Regions from separate parts of the Hermetia illucens genome. Here region 2 is linked to region 1. A link is a contact called in public Hi-C data. All regions are on one chromosome and are shown on one strand. Each heading gives the region's core, a stretch centred on a gene start, on an enhancer-like site or on the middle of the called end of the contact. The rest is flanking DNA. Distances are from core to core; before and after follow the strand shown.

Region 1 (3,597 bases), core at 792-3,291:
AAGCACTGGTAATGTGTCCTGCCGAAGTTTGATTCTTGAATAGCTCATTCAACGCTTGAAAATAACCGAAAATATGAAGACCTGTTTTACAGGCGTTCAAAGGATCCGCTTCTAGCTCGGCAATATTCGATTTTATCCGGTCAAGTGAAAATTCAAGAAACTGTTCACCAGCCTCTCTATTCGAGCAGCTGCGATGTATGTACAACCTGGCGTAGTAAGCGCTTAAGGCGCATTTATCAATTTCAGGATCTCCCACAAATTTTTTCCACAGCTTGAACTCTTCATCGCGATTGGCCAGTACCAACTGCTTTAAGATTCTCACAATCAATTCACGGACATCATCGAAATCCCCAGCAGATGAAAGCAAGGCAAATATGGTTTCATATTCATCCTGGAATGTCCACACATTTCCTTCAGTTAACACTCTCGCAAGTGTTTTATGCAAGTTTACACTTGAGTTTTTCATAAGACTTTTATGTGTCGTCGACTCGAAACATTTCAAAAGAATTTCGAACATTTTCAAGTTGAAAATCAACGGTTGATACTCGCTGTGAGTAATGCCGGTATGGAAAATCCTTTTCAAGTGAGTAAAAAAATCGATTACTATGGCCTGGTCTAAAGTTTTGATTTTTTTGGATAGAAAATCGAGAACCAGAGGGAGTTTCCCGAGAACTGTGTTTCTGAAGTCTGAACACGGCACGAATACGTGCTTCTCAATAAAGACAATGATAAATTGTAGCCGTTCATGCACATTCCTATTGGTTGCTATCAAAAGGCCTACAATAAACTTGTATACGTAGAGCTGCGCGTCGAGATTGAATTTCGCATAATTGTCTTGCAAGTATTCGCAGATACCGTCAACCTGCGGGTGTTTGTAGAACTGCCGCTCGAATATTGTGCAAAGCAGAACTAGACGCGTGTGATCGCCATCTACGTAGTCTAACTTCAGAATGTTTTCAAGCTCCTGGTCTAAACCAATTTGCGTAAACAAATCGTCTTTGTTAAGCACGTAATGCATCCATTGGGAGTTTAAAGAAATTAGTTCAGCATGAGAACCAGTTTTTAAAATGCCGATGAGAAGTTCATTGAACTCGTTGCAGTTCTGCTTACTCAGAGCTTTGACCACTAATTGTCCGACTGAAAACAGATTCTTGTGTTTCAGGGAAAGCCGGGACCCTTGAAGAAATTCACACACCTCTTGCTCTGTGGGGAGCAGAGTTACGAGTTTGTTGTCAGTAAGAATGACCGACAAAAGGATGTATTTGTACTTGTTGGTCCAGGGCCAGTGCTTCGCAATGGTCAAGAATATGTCCTCAGTTTCGCTTCCGTTTTTAAGCCAATTCCTGAAGAAAATAATGCATTCGTCGCGTACGGCTGGCGACTGCGACTGGAGACACGAGTAGAACTTCGTCAGGGTGAATTCCAGTTTGGCGTTGGGGTATCGGTTATAGAAAAGATTCACGCTCCTCACAGAAGTGAGCAAAATTGGTGCGGACGAATTTCCGAGCGAATCCACTATTTGTTGGCATAACTGTTCTAATTGCTTAGACGCCACTTTTTTGTGATAGTCTGCGAGCAGCACTCCATAGAAAATATCCGCTTTCGTTTCAGCTGGATAAGAATCAAAACTAGGCAGGGCTACATCATCAGTTCCCCCGATTGTGTCCAGCGCTTTGTAATATGTCCGAAACAGCATGTCAGAGTTGGCGATAGCATCTTCGCTAGTTGTGCGTGCTCCCATAACTATCTGTTGTATACTCGAAATTAAATGCTCAACATTTTCCTTATCCAAAGTTTTGATTTTACTCAAGGTTTCCTGAAGTAAAGACATTGAATGATGTATATCGAAGGATGGAAATTTGCGGATTACTTACTCGCAAATCTGCTGTTGATGCCATATTGCGCAAATGCAATACGTCTGACGATGCCATTCCACCTATTCCCTCGAACTGATCCATCGAGAATTTTTCCACTCACCACCGTTGCAAAACTCAGTACAGGACGACGCTGTAAACAAACTTTTGACAGAAGACTTCGCTGCACGCTGCACACATGAAAAATGAGGTGAAAAAGAATATGTAAAGTATCTGCCAGGGCACCTAGCCAGTGTTGAACGAACGCAACCAAGTGGGTGGCGGGGCAATTTTGAATTATCGTGTGTAAGCTTCTATGGATCTTAATGCGAAAATCAGACATCAGACATAGATATATAGACTTTCCGGGCTGGATCATCCTCATCCATACGGATTAAGTGACCCGCCCACCGTATCCTATTGAGCCGGATTTTATCCACAACCTGACGGTCATCGTATCGCTCATAGATTTCGTCATTATGTAGGCTACGGAATCGTCCATCCTCACGTAGGAGCCAAAAATTCTTCGGAGGATTTTTCTCTCAAACGCGGTCAAGAGTTCGCAATTCTTCTTGCTAAGAACCCAAGTCTCCGAGGAATACATGAGGACTGGCAAGATCATTGTCTTGCACAGTAAGAGCTTTGACCCTATGGTGAGACGTTTCGAGCGGAACAGTCTTTGTAAACTGAAATAGGCTCTGTTGGCTGACAACAACCATGCGCGGATTTCACTAGTTGTGATCTCAAAGTTGTAGTCTCCTATCTTTGTTCATCCCGTTTGACCAGTGCGGTTTGATGTTGTTGGTTGGTTTTCGGCGCTGACGTTGTCACCATATATTTTGTCTTGCCTTCATTGATGTGCAGCCCAAGATCTGGCGCCGCTTGCTCGATCTGGATGAAGGCAGTTTGTACGTCTCGAGTCGTTCTTCCCATGATGTTGATATCGTCAACATAGGCCAGTAGTTGGGTGGACTTAAAGAGGATCGTACCTCTTGCTTTTACCTCAGCATCACGGATCACTTTCTCGAGGACCAGCTTAAAGAGGACGCATGATAGGGCATCCCCTTGTCGTAGACCGTTGTTGATGTCGAATGGTTTCGAGAGTGATGCTGCTGTTTTTATCTGGCCTCGCACAGGGTCAATGTACTCAGTCTTATCAATTTCGGCGGGTGACCGAATCCTCTCATGGCGTGTACGGTTTTACCCTGGCTATGTTATTATAGGTGGCTTTAAAGTCGATGAACAGATGGTCCAATTGGTGTCCATATTCCAACAGTTTTTCCATCGCTTGCCGCACAGAGAAAATCTGATCTACTGCTGATTTGCCTGGAATGGTATGGGCCAATGATGTTCTGAGCATATGGGGCTATCCGGCCTAGCAATATAGCGGAGAATATCTTATGGATGGCACTCAGCAACGTGATACCTCTATAATTGCTGCACTGTGTGATATTCCCCTTTTTATGTATGAAACTGATAATCACTTGTTGTCAGTCGTCAGGCATTGATTCGCTGTCCTACACCTTGAGCATCAGTTGATGAACCACTTGGTGTAATTGACCGCCTCCATATTTAACCAATTCAGCTGTAATTCCATCGGCTCCTGGCGACTTATGGTTTTTAAGTCGATGAATTGCACGGACTGTTTCTTCTATGCTTGGTGGAGGCAGCATTTGTCCGTCGTCTTCAGTTGGCGGGACCTCCAACTCGCCGATATTTTGGTTGTTGAGCAGTTCATCAAAAT
Region 2 (3,597 bases), core at 698-3,197, 160 kb before region 1:
GGTACACGCTACTGAGTAGCATATCTTCCGCTATTTTGCTAGGTCGGATAGCCCTATACGTCCAGAACATCATTAGCCCATACCAAAAAATGTACACGGCCATGAAAGATTTCAGTTGCCCAATGAAATTGATAAGATTGTCTAGGCTGATACTGACCAATGTGCGAGATCAGACAAAAGCAGCAGGAACACTTTCGAGACTATTCAGCATCAACAACGGGCTAAGATAAGGGGACGTCCTATCACGTCTCATCTTTAACCTAGCCCTGGAAAAAATGATCCATGATGCAGATGTCGATGTAAGGAGCATCATTCTCTTTAAGTCCACCCAACTACTGGCATATGCTGACGATATCGACATTATGGGAAGAACAACCCGAGATGTACAGTCTATGTTCATCCAGATTGGGCAGGCAGTACTAGATATTGCTGCATTAATGCAGGCAAGATAAAGTACATGGAGACAATGTCAGCGCCAAAAACCAAAGAACGGACAACATCGAATCGCATTGGTTAAAGGAGAACAATAAAGATAGGAGACTGCAACTTTGAGACCGTTAAAAATTTCTCCTATCTAGGGTCGAAAATCACAACCGATAGCAACTATGATGATGAAATCCGCATACGGTTGTTGGCTGCTAACAGAGCCAATTCACAGCTTACAAAAATTGTTTCGCTCGGAAAGTCTCATCATAAGGTCAAAGGTCTTACTGTACTAGACTATCTTGCCAGTCCTTATTCCTCGGAGACCTGGGTTCTTAGCAAGAAAAATTGCGAACTCTTAGCTGCATTCGAGAGAAAAATCCACCGAAGAATATTTGGCACCCTACATGAGGATGAACGATTCCACAGCTTAGATAAAGACGAAACCTATAAGCGATACCATGACAGCCTGGTTGTAGATCAAATCCGGCTCAATGGGTTACGGTGGGCGGGACACTTAATCCGTATGGATGAGGATGATCCAGCCCGGAAATTCTATAATGGTAATATCTATGGTAGAAAAAGAAGACGAGACAGATTCTGCCTGAGATGGAGCGATAGCGTAGGCCAGGACGTCAGATAGCTTTCAGGGATATCGGCTTAAAACCGGGATATCTGCAGTTCCTTATTAAGGCAGGGATAGACCGGATACTGGTTGTTGCGCCCATATCCATCATTCAACTAATGGGGCAGGACGGTTTGCGACTCACAGAACTTTATTATGTAAATAGTTTGATGGAGATTAAAATTTGGATCAGGTAATGATCGCTATGTGTAGGGACATGGTTTTAAAAAATAGTAATGAAGATATCGAGGATACTGTCTTGAAGCGAATTAAAAAAGACTATGGAAAGGTGAGTGCCTGGATGACTCAACATGCATTGTTGTGCTAACGATTATTATTATTATGGAAAGGTGGGAAATGCTCCAGAGTTGCATATTAACCAATACACTAATGTATTCATCACTAATCGCTTTGACACATGCTCTTTTAGAATGAATATTCTCAAGAAATTTTAGAATAAAGCAAGGATATCATGGTCGCAGATAAAAATTTTTGATATTGAGGAAGTATCAACAGGAGAATGTGACATTGATTTCCAATTAAATGATTGGTTGCTCTGAAGGCAACTATGCCAATGCGAAAAGACAGTCTGAAAAAATTTATCTGCCAAGACGTACCAAACACCTATCTATTTTGAAGAAATAGAATATGGAATGCCTTTTACTAAACTTATTTTGTGCATGTTAACGAGAATCTATATGCATCTCAAACGGAAAATATTCGTCACAAACCGAATATTGAAATTTGCTCGTCTTTTGTATTCACCACGGCTGTCAGCCGGTTTAAGATTCGACACTTGTGCAGGGTTGAGTAAAAGAATTTTGATAGGACGGTTGGACGAGGCGACAGCGAACGGCGAGTATAAACAAAATGATGCACTTTGTTTGTGTGCGTTAGTTCGGGCGAAAACATTTTTGACAGAGTCGCGATGGAAAACTTTTCAATAAAAATTGATGAAAATGTCCGGCTCAGATTATATAAAATCTGTCGTTTGTGCGGCGATGATAACCCGAATAATACAGACATCCTTGCTAATAGCAAGAAAAGCACAAATGTTGACCCTGACTTTCATAAAAAGATCTTTGACTGTGTCGGAATTCAGGTTGTTTAGGTTTTTTGTGATTTCCTTTTGATTTTTGTCCGAATTGGATTCTGCTCCAATTCTGGATTAATGTGGCGATTGTAAATGCGTTGAATTCTAGCGGGAGACGTGGATTTGTGCTAAATGAAAGGATCCATGCATGGTCGCTCGCCCAACCACGTAGGCGATCAATAATTCTGCCTTCTTGACACAAGTTTTTCTCTTCTCGGTTGCAGGTCACAAAGGGCGACAAAATGCCGCAAACGGCCTGCAATGCCTGTCGCGAGAAAATCAATGACTTCTTCGAGTTTCGCGAGATGTGCCTGGCCACCGATATACAAACTAGACGCCTCCTCGGATTGACAGAAACCATCGTTCCAAAGGTAATTATTCTCTTGTGCCCTTAAGTCCTGAGTCAATAATTAGTTCCTAGAAGCGGTGCTTGGACGAATAAACTTGAGCTTTTCAGAAGCCCTGGAGTAGAAATATCTTTACAACAGATTTTAGGCAATTGAATGCTAATACGTGTGTGACATGGGAACCGAATTAAAGGCTGAGATATTCTTGAAGGCTGACTGATGCCTGTCATAGCCATCTGTTTCTCTGTATGTGGACAGTTTCTTCAACACGAACTAGATTGTGTGGTCTCCTGAGAAAAGTAGCATCAAAGTAAAGTCAATAACAAACGTTAAAACACTGGTTCCAATTGGGAACAGCTTTTATTAGTTTTAACGCAACAATATTATCTTCTTGATTACCTGACCCTAGATCGAGATCGGGCTGATACTCGGAAAATATTATAGTTTGGTTATAAAATCATTCCCTGATGAGTTTCCTATTTGCCATCATTCAATCAATTATTGAACAACACAATTTCACTTCCACTTGAGGAAACCAAGTGCTTATAAATAATTTATGCTCGCTTTCTTGTTCGCTGTGAGATTGAAGCCCGTCTAGCATCCAAGTGTGCTCTGATAGTACTATTTTATCGGCCGCGATTAGAGGCTTATACTCCTAAAATTTTGAGAATCAAGCACTGAAATTATCAAGGGTGCCAGGACGTTGGGTCGCCTTTTGAATAAAGTGATTTAGTTATTGTTGATTTTTTCTGGCCAAACTGTTTCTTCCCCTTTAGAATCAGCGGCGTTTGGTTGGTGTATTTATATTGACTTCTCCTAACTTTATTTCTTTAGCTCGATCCTGTACCAGACGCTCTCGAAGATGACAAAACAGAAGTTGAAAAGACTATCAAAAAGAAAACTCCAACTGCCACAAAAGCCGTTAACTCTGCAAAAACTCTAAATTCGACAAAATCTGTAAAATCGTCCAAAGTAGTTAAGGTTGAAAAGAAAGCGCCGCCCGACATAAAAAAGCCCGTGAAGGTAGAACGCGAAAAACCAATGTCTAAAGTTAAGAAAAAAGTACAAATCGTTCCGGAACCGCCAGTAGAAGTTAAGAAGAAATTAAA

The links. A called contact is a pair of places that touch in the nucleus more often than the background predicts.
Region 2: a contact with region 1 is called in a Hi-C map of whole body, with 5 times the contacts expected there. The contact joins the promoter of LOC119657362 here to the promoter of LOC119656547 in region 1. A contact is called at or near these places in 2 of 2 Hi-C or Micro-C datasets (an unstated tissue and whole body).

What each region holds. Positions count from the first base shown.
Region 1 is chr5:94,285,190-94,288,786 of iHerIll2.2.curated.20191125, reverse strand. It overlaps LOC119656547, which reads right to left and starts at 2,041. Exons shown (of 5, transcript XM_038062910.1): 1 at 1,875-2,041; 2 at 1-1,816. The coding sequence starts at 1,958.
Region 2 is chr5:94,446,885-94,450,481 of iHerIll2.2.curated.20191125, reverse strand. It overlaps LOC119657362, which reads left to right and starts at 1,947. Exons shown (of 7, transcript XM_038064241.1): 1 at 1,947-2,150; 2 at 2,366-2,512; 3 at 3,323-3,597. The coding sequence starts at 1,977.